2 separate regions of the Delphinus delphis genome follow, and region 1 is linked to region 2. The links are chromatin contacts, called in public Hi-C maps. All regions are on one chromosome and are shown on one strand. The core of a region is the stretch at or near the end of the contact, and the rest is flanking DNA. Distances in the headings are between cores, read along the strand shown.

Region 1 (6,595 bases), core at 1,132-3,631, 230 kb after region 2:
CTATATTCAGTATCTTGTAATAACCTATAATGGAAAAGAATCTGAAAAAGAATAGATACATCTGTACAACTGAACCACTTTTCAGTACACCTGATACTAACACAACACTGTAAATCAACTATACTTCAATAAATAAAGTTATAAAAGAAAGAATTCTTGATGAGATCAAAGGGTCTCGACTAAGTATTTTCCATGACTTTTTTCTCAATCCTCTGATACCTATATATCTGCTAAAATAAGAAGCAAAAATAAATAAAAGAAAAACTAGAATTTGCTGGTTCAGCAATGGTTTTTCATATATGGGTGCTAATCGTTTGATCTTTTTATTGTTTTAAAGATACCATAAGGACTTCCCTGGTGGCGCAGTGGTTGTGAATCCACCTGCCAATGCAGGGGACACGGGTTCGAGCCCTGGTCTGGGAAGATCCCACATGCCACGGAGCAGCTAAGCCGGTGCGCCACAACTACTGAGCCTGCATTCTAGAGCCCGCCAGCCACAACTACTGGGCCCACGTGCCACAACTACTGATCCTGACATGCCTAGAGTCGTGCTCCACAACAAGAGAAGCCACTGCAATGAGAAGCCTGCGCAACGCAACGAAGAGTAGCCCCCACTCACCACAACTAGAGAAAGCCCGTGCGCAGCAACGAGGACCCAATGCAGCCAAAAATAAATAAATAAATTTATTAAAAAAAAAATACCACAGTTATGTTTTGTGCAGCCAACATGTCCCTAATTTGCATATTGCAATTCCATAGAACAACAGAGTGTGGGGATCGGCAAAAGCTAGACGGCCAGCAGGGAGTGGCTTTGGAGGAGACTTTGAAGACCCATCTGTCAATACCCATATTCGGACCTGAGGGTGCTGCCAAGCTCCAAGCCCCCGAGGGGGGACAGGTTGATTAAGCTTCCCATTCTCCCCAGTTCCAAAGGTGTAACCTCGGTTTACAAAAACAAAAACATTGAGCTTGTCACTCCAACCAAAACATGCAAACCCAATTTGAGATCAAGTTAATAAAAGTACTGAAGCAGTAAACAGAGTTAAGGCCAAGCAAATTATTTAAGAAAAAAAGATCTTTACTCAATAATGGAAATATGGAAAAATGCCCTCCAGTAGGGAGAGCCCCTGGGCCCCCGGTACCTCCGATGGCTGTGTAACTAACCCCTGCCCTCCACCCCCTAGAAGGAAGGAAGCCTCAAGCTTCTGTAAAGCACAGACAGAAAGAGCTCTGGGTCCAGCAACGTTTGCGAAAGTACAGGAGGAAGTTTCTCTAAGGAAACTCCAAGGAAGGAGAAGTAGCAAGTGAAAACTTCTGGAAACCACAAATGCTAGTGAGTAAATGGGTTTTTTAATTTTTTTTAATTCCAGTTTATACATTTCATCCAGAACAGGATGATAGTTTGTAGTCTGACGGAAGTCTCCAGTGAACGTTAATATTTCTGTGAAATACTGGCAATATTTCTCCTTTCAATTTGCAAACACACCTCCTAAGGTTTACGCTTGGATTACCGGGCATGGCCTACTCCACCACTCGACAAAACAATCAAACCGCCTTTCTACTGTCACTCCTAAAGAAAAAACAAACAAAACACAGAGCCTACAGCCAAGGAGTCCCAGGAGAGGCTAACTCCTCTTTTCGGAAATCCTTTTAAAGCCACCCCCCCTCCCGCTCCGGCCGGGACCGCCTAGTCCCTCGGGCTCCCCCAGGTCCCAGCGCCCGAAGTCACGCCCGGTTCGGAGCGCAGGACCCGGCGGCCTCCGGACAAAGGCGGAACCGGCCTGCCCGTCGCCCGCCCGCCGCGATCGGGGCGAGGAATCAGGGTTCCCGGCCCGCGCCCGCCGTGCCTCCCGAAGGGGTCTCACCCCGGGTGGGAAAGGGGCCTCCGCCCGGCGCGCCCGCCCGGAGCCGTTCCCAAGTCGGGCCGGAGCCGGGCGCTGGGCCGGCGTGGACTGCGGGGGCGGCGCCGAGCGGCGAGGCAGGGCCCGCGAGTCCGGGTCCGGGAGCAAGGCCAGGCCGGCCGCCGCCCTACCTTCTCCTCGCCGTCGTAGATGCGCACTCCTCGCTGCTGGATCACCAGGGTCTCGTTGATCTCCAGGAGGCCGCTGGTCCACACGAAGCGGTCCATGGCCGCCCCCAGGCCGGCCACCGCCGCTCGCCCGCGCTGGCGCTCCCGGCGGCGAGCCGAGTGCCGGGCAGCCTGCTGCGCCCCCTGGCGGTGGGCGGGGTGGAGGCCGGCAGGGAGGTAGCGGTCCTGCCCGGGCGCTCTGGGGAACGCGCGCTACCCCGGGGTCGCCGGGGGACGTGGCGACGTGCTTGGCGCGCCCCCTGGCGTTCCTTCCGCCAAGGGCCCGGTGGGGACATCCACCCCATCCTTTGTCCAGCTCAGAAACAAACACAGAGTTTACAACGGACTTTGAGGGAGCCCAAACCGCAGCTTGGACTTTCTTATTGTGCTTTATATCTGCGTATTTGTGCCGTTTTCTTGTCAGTGCCCAGCATGCTGCCATGTTCATTAAAGGCTGTAAATGATAACTTTTTTTTCCAGATGAATATTCATGACCTGAATTGTTTTCACACAGCTTCAATCAGTATGTAAGTACTATTTTGTATCCTTCTGTTTTTCACATTAAAATCATTTTCATTTAAGGGACTTCCCTGGTGGCACAGTGGTTAAGAAGCCGCCTGCCAATGCAGGGGACACGGGTTCGAGCCCTGGTCTGAGAAGATCCCACATGCAGCGGAGCAACTAAGCCTGTGCGCCACAACTACTGAGCCTGCGCTGTAGAGCCCGCAAGCCACAACTACTGAACCCACAAGCCACAACTACTGAAGCCTGCATGCCTAGAGTCTGTGCTCCACAACAAGAGAAGCCATTGCAATGAGAAGCCTGCGCACCGCAGCGAAGAGTAGCCCCTGCTCGCCACAAATAGAGAAAGCCCGCGTGCAGCAACGAAGACCCAGTGCAGCCAAAAATAAATAAATAAATTTAATTTTAAAAAATAATAAAATAAAAAACTACAATGAGGTATCATTTCACACCAGTCAGAATGGCCATCATTAAAAAGTCTACAAATAATAAATGTTGGAGAGAGTGTGGAGAAAAGGGAACCCTCCTACACAGTTGGTGGGAATGTAAATTGGTGCAGCCACTATGGAAAACAGTATGGAGGTTCCTTAAAAAACTGAAAATAGAGCTACCACATAATCTAGCAATCCCACTCCTGGGCATATATCCCTAGAAAACTCTAATTCGAAAAGATACATGCACCCCAATGTTCATTGCAGCACTGTTTACAATAGGCAGGACATGGAAGCAACCTAAATGTCCATCGACAGAGAAATGGATAAAGAAGACATGGTACATATATACAATGGAATATTACTCAGCCATAAAAAAGAATGAAATAATGCCATTTGCAGCAACATGGATGGACCTAGAGATTATCATAGTAAGTGAAGTAAGTCAGAAAGAGAAAGACAAATACCATATGATATCACTTATATGTGGAATCTAAAATATGATACAAAGGAACTTATTTACAACACAGAAACAAACTTAAGGCATAGAAAACAAACTTAAGGTTACCAAAGGGGAAAGCGGGGGCCGGGTGTGAGGGGATAAATCAGGAGTTTGGGATTAACAGATTCAAACCGTTTTATATGTGTATATATATATAAAACAGGGCTTCCCTGGTTGCACAGTGGTTAAGAATCTGCCTGCCAATGCAGGGACATGGGTTCGAGCCCTGGTCTGGGAAGATCCCACATGCCGCAGAGCAACTAAGCCCATGCACCACAGCTACTGAGCCTGCGCTCTAGAGCCCGTGAGCCACAACTACTGAGCCTGTGTGCTGCAATTACTGAAGCCTGCATTCCTAGAGCCTATGCTCCGCAACAAGAGAAGCCACTGCAATGAGAAGCCCACGCACCGCAACAAAGAGTAGCCCTTGCTCGCCGCAACTAGAGAAAGCCCACGCAGCAACGAAGACCCAGTGCAGCCAAAAATAAATAAATAAATTTATTAAAAAAAAAACAACCAATAAGGTCGTACTGTATAGCACAGGGAACTTTATTTAATATCTTATAATAACCTATAATGGAAAAGAATGTGAAATATATATATATATATCCATGTATATGTATAACTGAACCACTTTGCTGTACACCAGAAACTAATACAACATTGTAAATCAACTATACTTCAATTAAAAACAACAAAAAGAGCCTCACCATCACTAATCATCAGAGCAATGCAAATCAAAACCATAGTGAGATACCATCTCACACTTGTCAGAATGGCTACTATCAAAAAGACAACAAATAACAAGTGTTGGCAAGGACATGGAGAAAAGGGAACTCTTGTGCACTATTGGCAGGAATGTAAATTGCTGCCACCACTATGGAAAACAGTATGGAGAGTCTTCAAAAAATTAAAGGTAGAACTATTATATGATCCAACAATTTTGTTCCAGGTATTTATCTGGAAAAAGTGAAGACACTAATTCAAAAAGATACCTGCACCCCCATGTTTGTTGCAGCATTGTTTACAACAGCCAAGATGGAAACAACCTACGTGTCCATCAATAGATGAATAGGTAAAGAAAATGTGGCATATAATACACACATACAGTGGAATATTATACAGCTGTAAAAAGAATGAAATCTTGCCATTTGCAACAATGTGGATGGACCTTGAAGGGATTACATAAGCGAAATAAGTCAGAGAAAGACAAACACTGTATGATCTCATTTACATATGGAACTCCCCCAAAACATAGAGACGACAGACTGGTGGTTGCCAGAGGTGGGGGGTTGAGGGTGTGCAAAATGGGTGAAGGGGGTCAAAAAATACAAACTTCCAATTATAAAATAAATGTCATGGGGACAGCATGGTGACTATAATTAATAATATTATATTTCATATTTGAAAGCTGCTAAGAGAGTAAATCTTAAAAGTTCTCATCCCATGAAAAAAAATTTGTAACTGTGTATGGTGACTGATATTCACTAGACTTCTTGTGGTGATCATTTTGCAATATACACAAATATCAAATCATTATATTGTACATCTGAAACTAATATAATGTTATATGTCAATTGTACTTCAATTGTTTTAAACGTTAAATAAAAATCAAAACAGGGAATTCCCTGGCGGTCCAGTGGTTAGGACTTCACACTTCCACTGCAGGGCGCATGGGTTCAATCCCTGGTAAGGGAACGAAGATCCCACAGCCACATAAAAAAAGAAAGAAAGAAAGAAAGAAGGATGCAGTGCCTTGCCTGCTCTTTGTTTTTGTTGACATCGGAGCTACTAGTTGAAGAAAATGCTTTTCATTGGGCCTTAATAGAACAGGAGTAATGTGCGTTTCTTAAAAGGCGAAAAAATAAGTAATAATAGTATGGTTGTTGTATCTGAGTGGGTCAAAAACGAGTAGCACATCCCAGACTCAATGTTGAAAAGATACTTTCAAAGCTTGCAGGATAATGAACATCTTCAAACAGTTGCTCAGACACTGGCCACAGAGCATCCTGCATCAATGACTGCAGCCTGGGGATATCAAGGCCCTGATGTGCCACAATCCCTGCATCTTACTTTAAAATTCCTTTATCTTCTGTAGCTCTTTCAGAGAAAACCATCTGTGATAAACCGAATCTAAAAGATCCTCTATACTGAAATGGCAATAGACTTTTCCCCTGTAACCTTCTGGTTTTCTGAAAGAAGAAAAAGTGAACATTAGAAATTGCTCATCTTGGTAACTATGAAGTGAGACTAATTAAACAAAATACCCTCTGATATAAGTTTTATCTGGGGAGTTTGGGGATTGAGAACAATAACAATGATTTTCTTGTAATTTCCTTCACTCTGAATACAGTTAAGGCAACATAACCCTAGAGTTAGGCAAATGCTAAGATTTTTTTCTCCTTTTCTCAGGTTCGTGCCTGCTTCTCCAATTGGCAAAAACTAAGACCTTTCAATCAAGCTTAGCAACCTGGAGCTCCTTTGGTTTTTTATTTATAAAAATAAACTTCTGTCATTAAAAAAAAAAGTGATGTAGAGCATCTTAGTATATAAACCTTATCTAGCCCAGATCATTTCTTGATGCCCTTCCCAGTGATAAATTCTATGATCTGAGTTTCAGGAAGATAACATTTTGACTCAATACAGTAAAATGCTTTATCCTACTTGGAAATTCCAAGATGGGAAAGGACTGCCTCTGAAATTCATGGATTCCTTCCCAGGCTGTGTGCAATCACTGGCTGCATGGTCACTTACTGGGGACCCTGGAATTGATACAAACTCAGATTGAATGTCTGTGACTCTCACAAAAGATGTTTTGCAAAGCCCTGTGCAAATGAATATGAAAACTTGATTGCAGAGGGTGTTTGGAGACTCTGAACATTCAAATTAACCCCATAAAAGGATTGTTAAAACCCAAAATTGAGAAAGTTATCAAAGAGTCTCAAAAAAACAAAAGCAGAAAACACTTCTGGATCAAACAGTTTCACAGGTGAATTCTTTTACATCTTGACAGAACAAATAATTATTTTAGCACTTAAGTTTTCCAGAGCACATAAAAAGCAAAGTTTCCAA
Region 2 (6,770 bases), core at 495-2,994:
CTCAGTTTCTTCACCAGCATCATTGCCAGCCGTGGGGTACAGCAAGCAGGACAGCAGGCAGAGAAGAGTTTGTGCAAAAAGGCAACTTTGCAGATTAGGGGTTAAAGAGTTGCACAGAAGCTTCCTAATTGCTTCTTAGTTTACAGAACTGAGGCTGAGGGTTGTTTAGGGGAGGCGAGGGAGAGAAGAAATGTAAAAGGCTTGGGGAGAGTGATGAGAGTTTGGGACAGCCCTTATGAGGGTAGGAGAGGAAGGTGCTAAAGCCAGAAAGTATCAGGGGGGAGCTGATAGCTCAGGGAGACCCAGATCTGGAGTAGCAGTGCCCTCCCCTGCCCCCATGCTGGATTGCCCCCAAGGCTCCCACAGCAGGGGGTTGCAGAGGAAGCCAAGATACTGTTACGTGATGGCTGGGGTTTAAAAGGGTTAAATGACTCACTAAAGTTCACAGAGATTTTAACACAAGTGGCCTGGCTCCAAGTCCAGCTCTTTCTAATCTGTAATAGGAGATCTAAGCCTGTCCTAATTAGCTCCTTTGGGCCTCATCTTTCTGGTTTGCAAAAGCCAGGTGATACTGAAAGTCCTAGTCCTATAGGACGTTATACCATAGGTTCTGTCCTGATCTGCTTCCCACTTGTTATGTTACATGTCACTTTGGGCAAGTCACTCAAACGCCGTGGCTTGCTTCTGTAATTAAATTTTGTTCTAAAGCGCAGCAGAAGACGGTCTTGGGCTGGGTTGAGGAGGGCCCTTGTTTATCAGGAGCTCTGAACCTTCACAGCACCTCCCCCTTTCCCTCCTTCCCCAAGGTCTATTCAGCTCGGCACCGGTGTTTAAGGACTAACACAAGTCACCTCAAATATTTGTCACTGGCCCTCACCCGAAATCACTTAAGTTACATTGGCCGTAGTCTAACACCACATCCAAACAGGGCAGAAAATTGTAAAAGAAAACGATAGCACGGTTTAAGGAAGAAAACACGGTGTAGAAAAGGAAAATAAATCCATGAGGTTTGAACCAAAGCACTCCGAAGGCCGCGGCTGTTAACATCGAGCAGCTGTCAGTAATAGACCAAGACACTTCCAGCTGTGCGGGTCTTAGCCTGGGGCACTAGAGAAAATTCCTTTACTCCCGGTGCACAACAGACTCCTGCTTTCTAATAAAATTCCAGAGAACCATAGAACTAGCCTATAATTCACTGGAAACTAAAAGGACATTTAGAGTTACAGTTTTCATCGGTGGGTGTGCTTTCCGAAATGTCATCGGTGGAGATGGATGTCCTCGCGGAGGGCGGACTGGGAAATGTTTGGGGTTTTGTTTTTACCAGCAATAAGCAAATTTATTTTTCATCACTACCTTTCCAGTACTTTCGCACTCAATTATAACATAAAATTAAAGCCTTGAGCCCCGAGTCCCTGCAAAGCTAATCAGCCTGAAGACTTCAGTCCCTCGTCCTCACTCCGACACCCCCCGCCCCCGCCCCCGCCCCGCCTGAGGTCGAACTAGAGACGAGCTCACCGAGGGCCTCCGGGAACCGAACGGCAGGAAAGCGACGTGGAGGCCGCGGCTCCCAGCCCTCCCCCCGGCCCCGCCAGCCCCTCCCGCTCCCGGCGCGCCCCCCGGCCCGAGCGCGCCGCCGCACCGCGCCGACTTCCGCTTCCCCGGCAGGCGGGAGGCGCCCCGGCCCCGGCCCCGGCCCCAGCCCCAGCGCAGCCCCTCCCGGCCGCAGGGGTCGCTCCTGAGCCCGCGGGGCGCCTGCCGGCGGCAGTCTGGCGCGGGAGGCGGGGCGGAGGGCCGGCCGGTAGCCCACGTGGGTGTTAAGCGGCCGCCCCCGCCGCCGAGCCAGAGTCGAGAGCTGGCGGCGGAGCGCGAGTAGGACGTGGCCAGTCGGCACGGCGGTGAGCGCAACTCAGCCGGGCGCTCGCGGGCTGCAGGCAACCGGCCGGGAGGAGAGGGAGGGAGAGGGAGAGGGAGCGGGCGGGCCGGCCGGCCGGCCTCCGCGCCTGGGCGGCGTGACCCTCCCGGGAGGCGGGGTGGAGATCTGGGGTCCCGGGCCCGCCGCGCCGCACACGTGCCCGGGGGCCCGCGGGCGCCGCCTTCCCGCGCTTTGCCTGGGATTCCATGGAGACTCGGGCCCCGCCGCCTCCTGCGCGCAGTGGTCACGTCCCGGGAAAGGTTGCCCTCATTTGCCCGGTCGTAGTGTCATGCCGGCACCGCGCCGGGCAGGGAGGGCGGAGGCGCTTATGAATGGGAGACCCTCGCAGGTTGTTGTGGCAGAGTCAGCGAACGTTTAGGGCCGGGAAGACAACAAAGTTGGAAGTTGTCTCCTTAAGCTGACCCTTGTGCGGATCGGGATCCCGAGCCCCGGAGCAGGAGCTCCCGAGCCAGCTGCTGAGCGGCGAGACTGGTTTGCATCCCAGCGCCCGTGGGCCCCACCAGCTCTGGGCGCTCGGATGGCGGGCGCCAGCTTCGGCCTTGAAGCTGGAATCTTCCCGGAGCAATTCGTGTTACCTAGTGGGGAATGCGGCCTCCTCGGATTCTCCCACACGATAAGTTAATTTCCCGAAGGAATGAAAAAGATACATGGTCTGCGTTGTTTCGTTTGGAGTTTGACTCCGGTGTAGTTTGAAGGAAGGGTAAGGGGACGCTGAAAGGATTCCGTTTTTCTCTTCCAGTTGATACGAAGGCTCACGAATCAGTTTAATTAACTCAACTTGATCAGTCTGGCTGCCTCCACGCCCCATTGCCTCCTTCAAGCCAAAGCTACGCGTAATTTGAAACAGATGCCCCTTCTGAGTTAATCTGTTAAGACTGTTTGTTAACTGTTCTAATAATTCTACAAGTAGTTATTTGTAGGAGTTGATGTGTTTGTTTGACTTGCCTAAAAGGGTCGAATCTAAAAGGGTTGAATTCGCATTGATGACACAGTACCATCTGCTGTGCCTCTTCTAAGAAAGAAATGTCCACCCCCGCCAAGGGAATGGGCTGCATTGGATGTGACCTGTCTGTGACTCCTTTCCCCCCTTGTCTCCATTTTCCTCTAAAATGCAGGGTTGGGTGTTTTGTTTTCTCTTTTTGGCCAGGTGGGAATACTCTGCTTGATAGAACAGACCCAAAAGGCAAGACTTGAGTTGAATCCTGTCTCTGCCACGGACTTGTTGTATGACCTTGGACAAGTCCTTGTCTTCCTCTGGACTCAGTTTTCCATCTGGAAAAGGAAGAGATTGGGTTAGGACCCTGATATCCTTCTCTAGATACTGGATGGTCACCGTCTTATCAACCTTAGTAATTGGTACTGCCTCTCCAGGTCTATCAGTAACATAAAGTCAGTGTTTTGTACATCTAATTGTATGTCTAATTTTAGTTGCTTTATTAAGTAGTGTTCTTGTGCTGTTGCTGGTTTTAACATTTTTTGTAAAGATTCTTGGTGTCTAGTCATTGACAACATGCTTCAAGTGGTTAAAAAACTTCTTGGTGGCTAAAATTATTCTCTGCTGCTGCTGATTAGGAAGATGTTGGTATTCATTGGTCATCCAGCCTGCCCACCCCCTCCTCTGAGAGGTGTCCTGACTGGGATCACACAGGTCTTCAGTGTGATGGATAAAAAGCATTCCTTGTTATTCAGGCGTTAAGTCAGTGACATAGCTTGAAAATCATACAGAATTGGTTTCTGTATTGGTTATTTTAATATTCTATGTGAATGAAACACCTCTCCTTTTCTAGTCAATGTTAATTAAGTCCATGCCTTGCCAATGGTTGATTTTTGTCTAAAGTAGAGGAGTAGACCCTGGTTTTCCGAAACTTCTAGGCTCCAGCTCAAACCTACTGAATCAACATTTCCAGGAGAGCAGCCTGGTTATTGGAATGTTTAACAAGTGTCCCAGGTGATTCTTATCAAGCAAATTAGGGGCGCAATGGACCCAGGGGTTGCTTCTCAAAGTATGGTTAATAGCCAGGCATTATCAACTTCACCTGGGAGCAGGTGAAGGCAGGCAGCATTTCTGGTCCCACTTGAAGCCAATCACATCAGAATCAGCCTTTTAACAAGGTCCCCAGGTGATTCGTGTGCATGTTTATGGTTGAGAAGTTCTGGAAGGCCTATGATGATAGTAATGTTTGGTGCTGTGCTTTGTAGTAGTTCTAAGACCTCCTGGTGTGTGTTCACAGTTCATCGTATTTGTCCGATGTGGCTGTTTGATTGCCCTCGTATTATAATGATAGTACTTTTATTTTTCACCTTGTATAGATGGGAACCTCCAGCTTTAGGGGCCCAAAGGGCCACCATACCAGTGGCAGAGCAAGCATTCAGACCCAGGCGTGTGTCACTTGGCCGAGCTCCTAACCCATTCCTTTCCAGGCTACTGTTTTGTGACCTTCTCTTAGGGTCTCAGGCCGCTGTCTGAATTTGGAACAGAACCCAGTGGATTGATGGTTTAACTTAGGCCTCTGAAAAACTGGTTTGATGGGGCTTGGGACGTGCGGTTGGCTTACTTATTGGCATTCGTTTCTTGAGGGTTTCAGAAAGGTTGGTTGAAGTGCCCTCACCTGTGGCTGTAGCAGTGCTACGTGAGCAAGGTTTTTGGTCTGCGTGCTTTTCATGGGGAGGTGGTGGGCAGGGAGAAGGGGAGGCGGATCACTAAGCTGCTCTGACAGCTCGAGCCCCCTCCTTTGGAGCAACGTAGAGACAGTTTCCCGGTTCCCTGAAGTTCAAGTCCAGTAGCTAGGCAGCAGGCCTAGAGAAAGGGGGGCTGCGGAGGCCCGACTGATGGTGAACTCTTGCCTCCTTCTAGGAATATGAGGTGCCCATTGTAAGCTCGTGAGAGTTGCCCTCCGCGGAACCCAGCAGAGGAGTGGGCAAACATGAAATCCAATCCTGCCATCCAAGCTGCCATTGACCTTACGGCGGGGGCCGCAGGTAATCCCAGAGAAAACCCCTCCTTTGTTCCTCAAATACCTTCTGCAAGTGAGCTCTGGTGAAGACATTGCCTTTGTAGCTCCAGAAGCGACATGCCTTAACCCTGGAATGAATCCACTTAATACAGGTGTGATGCTGTATTGCAAACACAGCAGAAGGTAGAGTAGTTCCCGCTGTATTAGAGCTATGAGTCAGGGTATGGTGTGGGAGTGTCCCCGGGTGACAGCTGGAACATACCACAGCTCAGAGCTGAAGCCGCTCGTCCATTGCCATGTGGCTGGGATATGCAGGATTCCACCCCAAGCCTGGCAGCCTTCAGAGGCCTTAGAGTGCAAAAATAACACTGTGCCATCTCTCCAGGGAAAATCCTAGTTACTGTCCTTACAACTGCTGGGGGAGAGAAAGGATACCCTTAGAAATGTCATTGGTAAATCAGGCTGACTTTTTACTGTGTCTTAAAGCCCTGAAAGGAGGGGCCCCAGGATTGGCCGAGGAGTGGTGGGCGGGGCGAGTGCTGGGGCGGACTCTGGCCCCACTAGGCACCATCGAGTTCTGGACAGCACCTGCCACCGCAGGCCACTCTTTAGAAAGGTCACCTTTTTTCAGCCTGAGGCAAGTGACAGACTTGGAAGTGCCTGGGTGGTTACTTGGTTCTCCAGATTCCTGGATGATTCTAGGGCTGGAGGAGCGCTGGAATGCCCATACTTCCCAGATGCAGACCCTGGCTTACCCTTGCCTCCCTCACTGATTCTTATATTGGGTCACCGCTCCTTGGAGTGAAGAGGCCAGGGGAGCCGGTTGCCCATTGTCCTTTTATCTGGTGGGACCTCCTGAGTCAACAGATCAAGAGCAGTCAGAGCCGCCTTCTCTCATCCTGTCGTCGTCTTTTTTTTTTTAATATTTATTTATTTGGTTGCATCGGGTCTTAGTTGCGGCTCACGGGCTCCTTAGTTGTGGCATGCGAACTCTTAGTTGCAGCGTGTATGTGGGATCTAATTCCCGGACCAGGGATCGAACCCGGGCTCCCTGCGTTGGGAGTGTGGAGTCTTTTTTTTTTTTTTTTTTTTTTTGCGGTATGCGGGCCTGTCACTGTTGCGGCCTCTCCCGCTGCGGAGCACAGGCTCCGGACACGCAGGTTCAGCGGCCATGGCTCACGGGCCCAGCCGCTCCGCGGCATGTGGGATCTTCCCGGAACGGGGCACGAACATGTGTCCCGTGCATCGGCAGGCGGACTCTCAACCACTGCGCCACCAGGGAAGCCCGGGAGCGTGGAGTCTTAATCACTGTGCCACCAGGGAAGTCCCCTGTCGTCTTCTTAATTGTAAAAAAGAAATCATGGGTTCAGGGAAGATCGAAGTATTTTTCCATGAACCAGAAATCGGCCAAAGTAGGCTCATGAGGAAGTCTGCAGACACTGATAAGTTCAGGCGAGGGCGCTCCCAGGTCAGAGACGACAAGGAGCAGGGGAACCAAGGGCTGCCTGGATTCCACCCCACGGCCTCTTACGCGCTGAGTGCCTTTGGGTCAGCCCCTCACCCTGCCGTGGAATCAAGCCCCCCAGGCCCTGTGCACCATCCCCGACCCCTTCACCACTCCCCGCTCCCCCAATGCCATACTGCGGAGGATGCTGACTTTGGCAACAGTGGACCCACTTGCTTGCCCTTGGCATCCTCTTACCCTCCCGTGAATGCCTGGGCTCAGTCTGTGTCTCTGCAATAGAAGGGCATTTTACCCCATGAGGGATGCTCAGCTTTTGGAATTTTATATCCTTCAGTCACTCTATCAAAGATAGACTGTAGGATCTGTTGTGATAGAATTAAAATGCATCTAGGTTGTCAAAATTATGAACCCACTTTAA

The links. Hi-C and Micro-C count contacts between places; a contact is called where the count stands out from the background.
Region 1: a Hi-C map of lung shows a contact between it and region 2, with 2.7 times the contacts expected there. The contact joins the promoter of VPS36 here to the promoter of SLC25A15 in region 2. A contact is called at or near these places in 2 of 3 Hi-C or Micro-C datasets (lung and muscle).

The regions. Positions count from the first base shown.
Region 1 is chr18:15,497,716-15,504,310 of mDelDel1.2, forward strand. VPS36 (vacuolar protein sorting 36 homolog) reads right to left here and starts at 2,382. Exons shown (of 14, transcript XM_059996110.1): 1 at 2,033-2,382. The coding sequence starts at 2,128.
Region 2 is chr18:15,263,812-15,270,581 of mDelDel1.2, forward strand. SLC25A15 (solute carrier family 25 member 15) reads left to right here and starts at 1,745. Exons shown (of 7, transcript XM_059996103.1): 1 at 1,745-1,895; 2 at 4,788-4,912. The coding sequence starts at 4,858.